3 separate regions of the Mus musculus genome follow, and all the other regions are linked to region 3. The links are chromatin contacts, called in public HiChIP or PLAC-seq maps. All regions are on one chromosome and are shown on one strand. The core of a region is the stretch at or near the end of the contact, and the rest is flanking DNA. Distances in the headings are between cores, read along the strand shown. Region 1 overlaps Litaf (LPS-induced TN factor). Region 2 holds the start of Snn (stannin). Region 3 holds the start of Nubp1 (nucleotide binding protein 1).

Region 1 (2,700 bases), core at 194-2,693, 570 kb before region 3:
TGACTTTCAGCTGGTTCCTCCATGACACGAGCCTCAGTTTACCCTCCAGGGAGGTCTATACTCCAGCCAGTTCCCCTGTGATTTAACAGTGGGTGGGTAAGAAGCAGTACTAGGACATTAGGTGTGGGGTTTTCTCTTTCACATAGACTTTTGATTTTATTTTCTGTGTGTATTCATGTTGTGTGTTTTTAAGTGTCCATGCAGAGGTCAGAGTGTTATTCTTCAGGTGCTGTACACATCTTAGTAAGGCTGCCTTGCCAGTGAGCTCAGGGCTGGATTTTCTCATTGAAGCTGGTTAACTAAACTGTCCAGTGAACTCCAGGAATCCGCCTATCTCTGTCCCCCATCCCACCCCACCCCCACCTCTAGCTCTGTAATTACAAATGAATAATGCCACACTATGCTTGCTCCCCCCACCCCAAGATTAAAACTTAAGTTCTCGTAGTTATAAGGTGACCACTTTACCTATGGATCTCTCTCTCCAACCCTAAGTAAGCATTCACCATAGCTTCAGATTCACAGAAAAGATGCAAAATTAGCCTAGAAAGTTCCTCTGTACCCTTAGTGCACCTCACTATGGTAATAGAATCCCTTCTTCTTTTCTTTGAGACAGGGTTTCTCTGTAGCCCTGGCTGTCCTGGAACTCACTCTGTAGACCAGGCTGGCCTCGAACTCAGAAATCCGCCTGCCTCTGCCTCCCAAGTGCTGGGATTAAAGGCGTGTGCCACCACTGCCCAGCCCTTTCTCTTTTTTTAGACAGGGTCTTGTGAAGTCCAGAAAGGCCTTGAACTCCTGGCCCTCCTGCCTGCTTCTTAAATGCTAAGATTACAGGCAAGCACTATTCTCTCCTTCCATGTACCACCGCCTGAGGTCTGGGCAGCCATGCCTCCACTCCCCCAGCCGAGTTCTCTTATATATATATCTCAGGGTCACTGTTTGGTGACTTCACCCTATGGTTCCTTCACCAGCTATCACCCTGGTGGGGACTTAAGCAGTGTCCCCTCTGCCATGTCTCTGCTGGGTAGTACCATGGTTCCCTAGATACAGGTCCCTCTGAGGCACAGGTGGAAAGGCTGTGTGCTATCCTACCCCTCCCTGTATCTGCTCCAGCACCTGCTACATTGGAGAGGTTCCTCATTAGAGGCTGGGGGTAGTCTTGAGGCTTTTAGGCTCCTCTGTAAGCCAGGCTTTGAGGTCTCAGCTTTCCCGGGAGATCTCCAACACGCTTGCCATTGTCCACAGACCCCTTCCAAGCCAGTGTGTCCAGCAGGCAGTCACCTGGCCACACCCATGCTTTCCTCTAGGGATGCCCTACATTTCCTTATGTGGCCAGGCTGAGTGGTTGCCAGCTGTCTTTCTGCTTCCGTTTTACTTATGAATTCCATTAAGTCATTTCTCTCTTTGTTTTGCTAGCTGTGGTTAGAAGCAACCACATAGGACTTTACCATCTTTAAGAATTTCTTCTGCCAACTGTGGATCTTACACTGGCCTCCCGCACAGAGCCTTGGGGCATGCCTGTGCTTTTACTACTTCAGTTTTTTCCTGAGCTCTCAGCCAGAAAGAAGGCCCTAGCCTGACACTCTGGTGCGACTATGGTGAGCTCAGGGTCCCTTCTCACTTTTGGAGGTGCCCCTAAAGTCCTTTTCCTCTCCTGTCTTGGCTGCTGCTGGCCTCTCCCCCTCCAGCTGTTACTCAGTTCCAAAGACGTGTACATTCCAGCTGTCCATCAGGGCAGCACCTGCCTCCCGGGTCCCATCCTGTGTTTACTACAGTAAGAGGATACATGACGTTTCTGTAATTGAAACAGTCCAGCTCGGGGCTGTGCATTGCCGGCCAAGCATTCCGCCAGCTGAGTCCAGCTCTCGCCTTCTTTGTTTATTGTTATCGAGACAGGGTCTCTCTGTTATGCAGCTATGGCTGTCCTGGAACACACTATGTAGACTGGGCTGGCCTCAAATGTAGAGATCCACCAGCCTCTGTCTCTGAGTACTGGTGTTAAAGATGTACCACCATGCTTGACTTATAGAAGTGGGCAGTGGTGGCACACCTTTAATCCCAGCACTCGAGGCAGAGGCAGGCAGAACTCTGAGTTTGAGGCCAACTTGGTCTACAGAGCAAGTTCTAGGACAGCCAGGGCATCACAGAAGAAACCCTGTCTCAAAATAAATAAATACATACATACATACATACATACATACATACATAAATTCATAAAAACAATCTCATTGTGAATCTCTGGCTGACCTTGACCTCCCTATATAGCTAAGAACAATGACCTTGAACATGCCATCCCCCTACCTCCCTCCCTCCTTACTTAGGTGCTGACAGTCAGACCTATGGCTTCATGTGTGTTAAGCAAGGACTCCACCCGTTGACCCCCATCTTCCTCCTAGAACTGGGTAAACTTATGATAATCAACAGAAACTAATTAGTTTTCAGTTATAAAAGCTGGAAGTCCATTAGCAAACGGTATGAGGGAGAACCAAGTCACGTGGCAGAGGACTGAGGCGGAGGAGGAAGGCCACTAAACCTGCCTTTTATATCAACACTTGTCACTAGATACATTGATGATCTGTTTTTTTGGGTTTTTTGTTTGTTTGTTTGTTTGTTTGTTTGTTTTGGTTTTTCAATCTGTTCTTTAGTCCCCACTTCCCAGAACCACACTGTTGGGGGTCAGGTTTTCAACATGCTCTGCTTGAG
Region 2 (2,906 bases), core at 84-2,583, 650 kb before region 3:
CCCTTCCTCCTCCAGAAGAGAAATCTGCTCCAGATGCCACCCTACTCCCAGTTCTTATGCCAGGAAAGGAAACTAAGACTAAGAAGTTTGGGAACTGCCCGAGGTGAGCTGCAATCTCATAGTCCAAGCCTGAATTCTGCCCCCACTCGTCAGGGTCCCATCTGGCCATACAACTCTGGCGGTGATATAATAGTCGATGCTGAAAAGTTCCTTGATGCCACACTTTTGAGCTCCAACATCTCATGTGGATCTCTCCAAAACTTCTGCATCAAAACAATCCTAGAACCGAATGACTGCTCTTCCTACTTGACAAATAATCTGTAGCTTAGAGAAGTTAACTCGGTCCCCAAGGTCACACAGTTTAAAAAGTGGAGGTGCAGATACCCAGGAAGCCCCGATCCTAAATAACCGATTTCAAACCTGATTCTAAAACGTCATATGTCTGACCTGTCTTCTTTCTCCTGAAAGCTGAGCACAATGAGTCTGTGTTTGACCCCTCCTTAGGAGATAGTCTAGGTGACCTGGGTCGAGAGGACTGGACACTAATGACAAGCGTCCCAGCAGCTCCCGCGTGCTGAGCGCGGGCGGTGTGCAGGCGCGGTGCCAGGCGACGCCGCGTCTCTCCCACTCTATCGAAGGAGCAAGGCGAGGCGCTAGGGAAGTAGGGGCCTGTTCAGGGGGCGACAGCTGAGGAGGAAACGACAGCTGAAGACAAATCAAGTCCGCCTGACCCCAGTTTTTTTCCCTGGGGGGGGGGTCCCAGAGACCCATTCAAGCCCACGCCGCGCAATCACTGCCGACCCGACCTGGGACCAAACGCTGCGGCTCAGCCTCAGTCTCCCCACCAATGAAACGAGCGCCAGATTTTCCCTGGGCCCCCGTTCCCCTCGATCCCATCTTGACCACGCTGGGGCGCTGCCAGGAACCCCGTCAATGCGGAGTGAGTGTTCCGGGCAGCCCGGAGGATCCGCGCAGGACATAGAACCGTGGGTCACGGAGAGGGGCAGATGCCCAGCCAAGCAGCCTCCGCCCCCCGCTACCTCCTTTGTCCCAATCCCGCGGCGGAGGACAAAGAGCCCCCGCCCGCGCGCGGCATCTGCCGCGCCGACCCGCCAGCGCCGCACCCCGATCCATCCGGCGCGTCCCTTCCCCCTACCCGCCTGCTCTGCCCATCCCTGCTGACCATGTCGCGGCCCGCAGTCCTGTGCAATTAGCCAGCAGCAGCCCCGCCGCCCCGGCTCCGCCTGCGCGCCAGCCGGGTCGGCCGCGGAGCCCTCGCCAGACGCCAGAGCCCGATCAGCAGGGGGCGAGGTGCTTGGGCTCCGCCCTGATTGGGGGCGGGGCGCTCTGGTGCGACCAACTGGAGATCGCGCTGGGACGGCGGGGCGGAGCGGAGCGGGCTGGGTGGAGTCACGTGCGCTCTGGGCCCGGAGGCGCACAATGGGCAGAGGGAGTGTAAGCAAGGGGGTGGGTAGTGTTTCTCAGCTGGCGGCTCCCGGAGCTGGGGCAGAGAAGGCGGGAGGCCAGGCTTCCTTGAGCGCTTATTGGGTGCCGGCAGTACTGGGCCTGCGCCTGGCGTCCTCTTTCTTCGAGGGTCAACCCAACGACAGAGGGGAAACTGAGGCGCACAGCGGTAAGAGTGTGATACACCGCCCGGAGATTACAGGCAGAGACGAATGATTTTCTTTCCTTTTCTCATCTTTTCTTTTCTCTTCTTTTCTTCCTTCCTTTTTTCCCCTTCAATTCCATCATTATCCTTTCATCTATCCACCCTTCTGCACTGATCATGTATCTTGCTGCGCCCTTGAGCCACTAGCCAGACAAACCAGGTCCTGTCCTCAGGGATGCGGACTCAATAACCTCTTAGTTAAGCCTTCACCAAGTGCCGTACTCTGTTCAGTCCACTCAACAACATCAAAAGAACGCCAAATAAAAACATACCGACCCATTTGACATGAGGAACTCAACACTCCAGAAGACTTAAAATACTCTGATGTGCTGTCCTGGAGGCAGGATTTGAAGCTAGACACAACTGGCTAGGAACACAAAGGTGCTAATTGGTGTACTGACTGCCCCCCAAAAAGAGTCTGAGAGAGGATGGGACACTCCGTGATGGCCACCAGGAACTCCACAAAGAGTTTGAAGACCTCTGAGGCCCAAGGTACTTGGGAAGCCAGGAAGAAATAACTTGGTTGGGGCAGATAAGACTGGGATATCCCCCTGGGAGCTGGGAAGCTAGGGACTGCTAACTTTCTTAAGGTCCTGCACACAAGCTGAAGTGTGGGAACTCCCTCACTTCACCTCAGCAGAGTGATTCCCCTCCATACCTCTCATCCTTTGGCCCATGTCATTTCTTTTATCTTAAACGTTCTTCCACACCATCTTTCAGATCTCAGCTTCACACCCTTGCTCTCTTTCCCAGTCAATGGACTTTCATGTCCATTGGGAAATCGTGTTTTCTAAGGGCATCTCATTAGCTTTCAGTCTCCGTTTCAGGACTAAGACTGAATCGTTCACTGGTGAGCCTACAGAACAGTCAGTACACAGTAGGCTCTTTATAAGATATAATGAATGAATAGTAAGATGGCAAGGCTGTCTCTGCTGCTGAAGGACTGGGCTGAGGAAGTAAGCTGGCTTTGGTGTAGAGAGGCAGAAGGAAGCAGGGCTCTGGGCCAGCTGCCGTAGAGCCTAGAGCCTGATGGCTCTGAACAGCTCCTGTTCACAGACCTGCCCATCGCTGTGCGTCCTCAGAGCTCCTGCCTCTCATTAGTGGTCTAGGCCTGGAATAGGTAGGTCCAGAACTCCAGAGCTGGGGCTGGCAGGGAGATAAACACGAGCAGGTATATATATGACTGAGGGGAGGACGTGGGGAGAGGTGAGCAGCATACCACAGAAATGACTTCAAA
Region 3 (2,968 bases), core at 344-2,843:
CTAAGGCTCTTTGTGAGATACCACTTCAGCAAACTAAAAATAAATGCTAGGAAGAAAATACGGTCACTACCAACCTGAAAAGATTGTCTTATTTATGCAGTAGCACATGCCCTCCGAGGAGAGAGTGGGGTGTTCAAAGCCCAGCTCCTCAACAGAACCCAGGAGGCATCTGCTAACATCTGCAGAAATTCTCTGGATGCCACAGGAGGGACTACTACTGGCATCTCGGATGATGGATGCTAAGTGTCTTAAGCACAGGTTAGGCCCAGTACAAGGGATGATCAACTCCAATGTCCCCAGGGCTGCAGATGGGAAACTCACAGGCTCTCAGAAGCAACCATCCCAGCAACGTACTGGGTTTCCAATGTCACGTCTTGTTTCAAATCTTTACAGACTACACTGTGGGGAGACTGGTCTTCACCATGAGGGCATTCTTGCTCAAGATCAGTTTTCAGGAGACTCAACAACCAAACCCAGCCTCTCTCTGAAAAGCCTTCCTTCCAGCTAGGCTTTCAGTCCTCCTCGCCCTGGAGATGGCCCCTCACAGTGCTGATCCCTGGTGAGTTTAACGTGCCTGCTCCTGCTTCCTCCCCACTTTGCTCTCAGTCCCCCATCTGTCTCTCCACTGAGATAATGAACATTCATGTCTGCTGAAAGATAGACTCCTTAACAGGAGGGTCCTTCTCTCTGCCACAGAGAGAGCAGAGCCTCTGTGACCTGTGATGGACATGTGCCAGGACTCAGGCCTGAAAGATCTCAGTATTTTTCCATTCTCCTCTCTGTGCTTGGCCTTGTGGATACTGAGGTAGCGGTTATTACTTAAGCCCTGTACCTGCCCGACATCACTTTTATCTATTCTATCCTTCTTTGAGGTCCTATTTACTGATTTTTTTTTTTTTTTTAATAAAGACAGGGTCTCATCTAAGCCCGGGGTTAGCCTCTTAAATGCTGAGATTACAAACATGTGCCAACACACTCGACCTAATGTTCGTTCGTTCATTCATTCATTCATTCACTGATTCATTCATTCACTCATACAGGGTCTCATCCTGTAGTCCAGGCTGGCTTTTAACTTGTAGCCATCCTCCTGCTTCTGCCCCTCAAGTTCCGGGGGAACAAGCCTGTGCCGCCAAGCTTATTTTAATGCCCCCTTCGGTTCCCTGTCTACCGCAGATCAGACTAAACCTCCATTTCCATCACTGTTTTTCCGCTATTTGATTTTTAAAACCTCCCTCTCGCTCAAGCTCCGCCTTCTACGCCCTCCCCCCAACCAATTAGAATACTGCCCACTAGCCGCTGCCATTCACCCTCAAGTCCCGCCCCTTCCACTTCCTGATCTGCCCGCCGCTTCCTCACCGGGATCCGGAGCAGCGCCGGCTCCGGATGCGCACAGCCTCTGGTTGGGGCATCCCTGGCACGAGGCTCCTCGGCCGGCCTGGGCGCTGTCGGCCCCGGGGCAGCCTGCGGGAAGACGAAGGCACAGTCAGAGTGGTTCGGTCCCAGCGGGACCACCCACACGTCCTGCGATAGCTCACCGTGGGGCGCCTCCTCCATGCTGCCGCTCTTGCCCGGGCTGCGCTCGCCGGAACCTCAGGGGCGTGTTTCCGCCTCGCAGGTCCAATCTGACCCCCCGGCCGCGGGAACTGTCTCGCCAGACCAGGACTGCGCACGCGCAAAACCGTGTGTGCAGTGGGTGGGATTCCTATGCCTCTTCCCGCTAAAACAGGGCGAGACTCAGAAATATATGATACCTGAGCAAATGAAGTGGCTCTAACGATTAAAGATTCTGTTGAGCCAGCCTGTATCCAAATCCCAGAACTCATAGGGAAAGCGAGGATGGACTCTTACACATAATGCAGGTTTTTGATTCTGTTTTTGTTTTTGTTGTTGTTTTGTTTTTTTAAGTATGGTTTTTGTCGCCAACGAACGTTATTCTCCGTGGCCTCAGTGTTGATGCAGTACTACTAATAAAAGTACAATCAATGTCAATATTTACTCAGTTTCAAATAATCTGCCCTACCCTAGATTCTGTTACAGGCTGGGATTGTGGCTCAATTGGTAGAGTGCTTGATCTATCATGCATGAGGTCCTATATTTAGTCCCCAGCACTGAAACAATACAGATCCAACAAAACACTTTGTCCGTCCCTCTCTATTTCTTCTCTGTTCTCCTCTCCTCTCTTCTGCTCAAGCTGATCTTGAATTAATGATTTTCTTGCCATGTTTGGCTAAGAGGGGAGACTTTATAAAGGGGTGTAGCTCAGTGGTAGAGTACCTGTCCAGCAAGTGAAAAGCCATAAATTCAATCGCCAGCAGTGTAAGTTCTCATTTGATCCTCCTGCCTCCGTCTTTCAGTTGCTGGGATTACAATGTGCACCACCAGCATTCCTGGGCTGACACCCCCGCCCTCTTAAAATTGCTGTGCTATTTAGAAAAATACTTTGTTTTGTGTTTTGTTGCTTCCCCTCAGATCTGTTCAGTGAAACCTCTTCAAACCCACTCCTGTGCCCCCACTGGGAGCTTTCCCTAGCTTTCTCTCACTTCTGCAGGTCCCCACTGTCCTTGCTGCTACCATTTCTCCTGTATGTGTCTGTGAGTGTTTAGACAAATGGCCTGTCTGTGTCTGTGGAGCAGTGTTTAGACTCCATGAAGACATCCTGTCCATGGTCACAGCCATGGGAGCTTGGCTGCATGCAACTTTGGCACAAGATGGTGGTGGTTGTTACTGTTTTCATTGAACGATTCTAAATATTTTTCATTTATTTTTGAGATTATAATTACATCATTTCTCCCTTCATTTTCCTTCCCCCAAACCTTACCACCTCTCCTTGCTGTTTATCAAATTCATGGACTTTTTTTTTTTCATTGTTATTGTGACAGGGCCCCAGACCTTAGCACAACTGACTCCATGATGGAAGTGCCATTCAGGCTGTAACACTCAGCACATAGACAGCAGCACCTGCCAAAAT

What was found. HiChIP or PLAC-seq counts read pairs in DNA pulled down with a chosen protein or histone mark.
Region 1: a contact with region 3 is called in a FOXA1 HiChIP or PLAC-seq map of pancreatic cancer cells. The contact joins the enhancer-like site here to the promoter of Nubp1 in region 3. A contact is called at or near these places in 3 of 39 promoter capture datasets (the SN4741 cell line, liver and pre-B cells) and 2 of 115 datasets of contacts at active chromatin or transcription factors (microglia and pancreatic cancer cells).
Region 2: a contact with region 3 is called in an RNA polymerase II HiChIP or PLAC-seq map of embryonic stem cells, with 7 read pairs. The contact joins the promoter of Snn here to the promoter of Nubp1 in region 3. A contact is called at or near these places in 2 of 39 promoter capture datasets (liver and pre-B cells) and 1 of 115 datasets of contacts at active chromatin or transcription factors (embryonic stem cells).

The regions. Positions count from the first base shown.
Region 1 is chr16:10,978,329-10,981,028 of GRCm38.p6, reverse strand. The region is part of intron 1 of Litaf (LPS-induced TN factor); the gene reads left to right. Among named protein-coding and RNA genes, the nearest start is that of Litaf, 13 kb to the left of the region's middle. Within about 2 kb of position 1,443, at least 149 of the 459 cell types and tissues checked have an H3K27ac peak or open chromatin away from gene starts, as enhancers often do. A contact at or near this core is called in the SN4741 cell line, pancreatic cancer cells and pre-B cells, where this site is marked.
Region 2 is chr16:11,064,725-11,067,630 of GRCm38.p6, reverse strand. Snn (stannin) reads right to left here and starts at 1,333. Exons shown (of 2, transcript NM_009223.3): 1 at 1,184-1,333. It overlaps Gm9861 (a long non-coding RNA gene), which reads left to right and starts at 1,363. Exons shown (of 2, transcript XR_003951968.1): 1 at 1,363-1,633.
Region 3 is chr16:10,410,563-10,413,530 of GRCm38.p6, reverse strand. Nubp1 (nucleotide binding protein 1) reads right to left here and starts at 1,593. Exons shown (of 11, transcript NM_011955.2): 1 at 1,536-1,593; 2 at 1,357-1,461. The coding sequence starts at 1,554.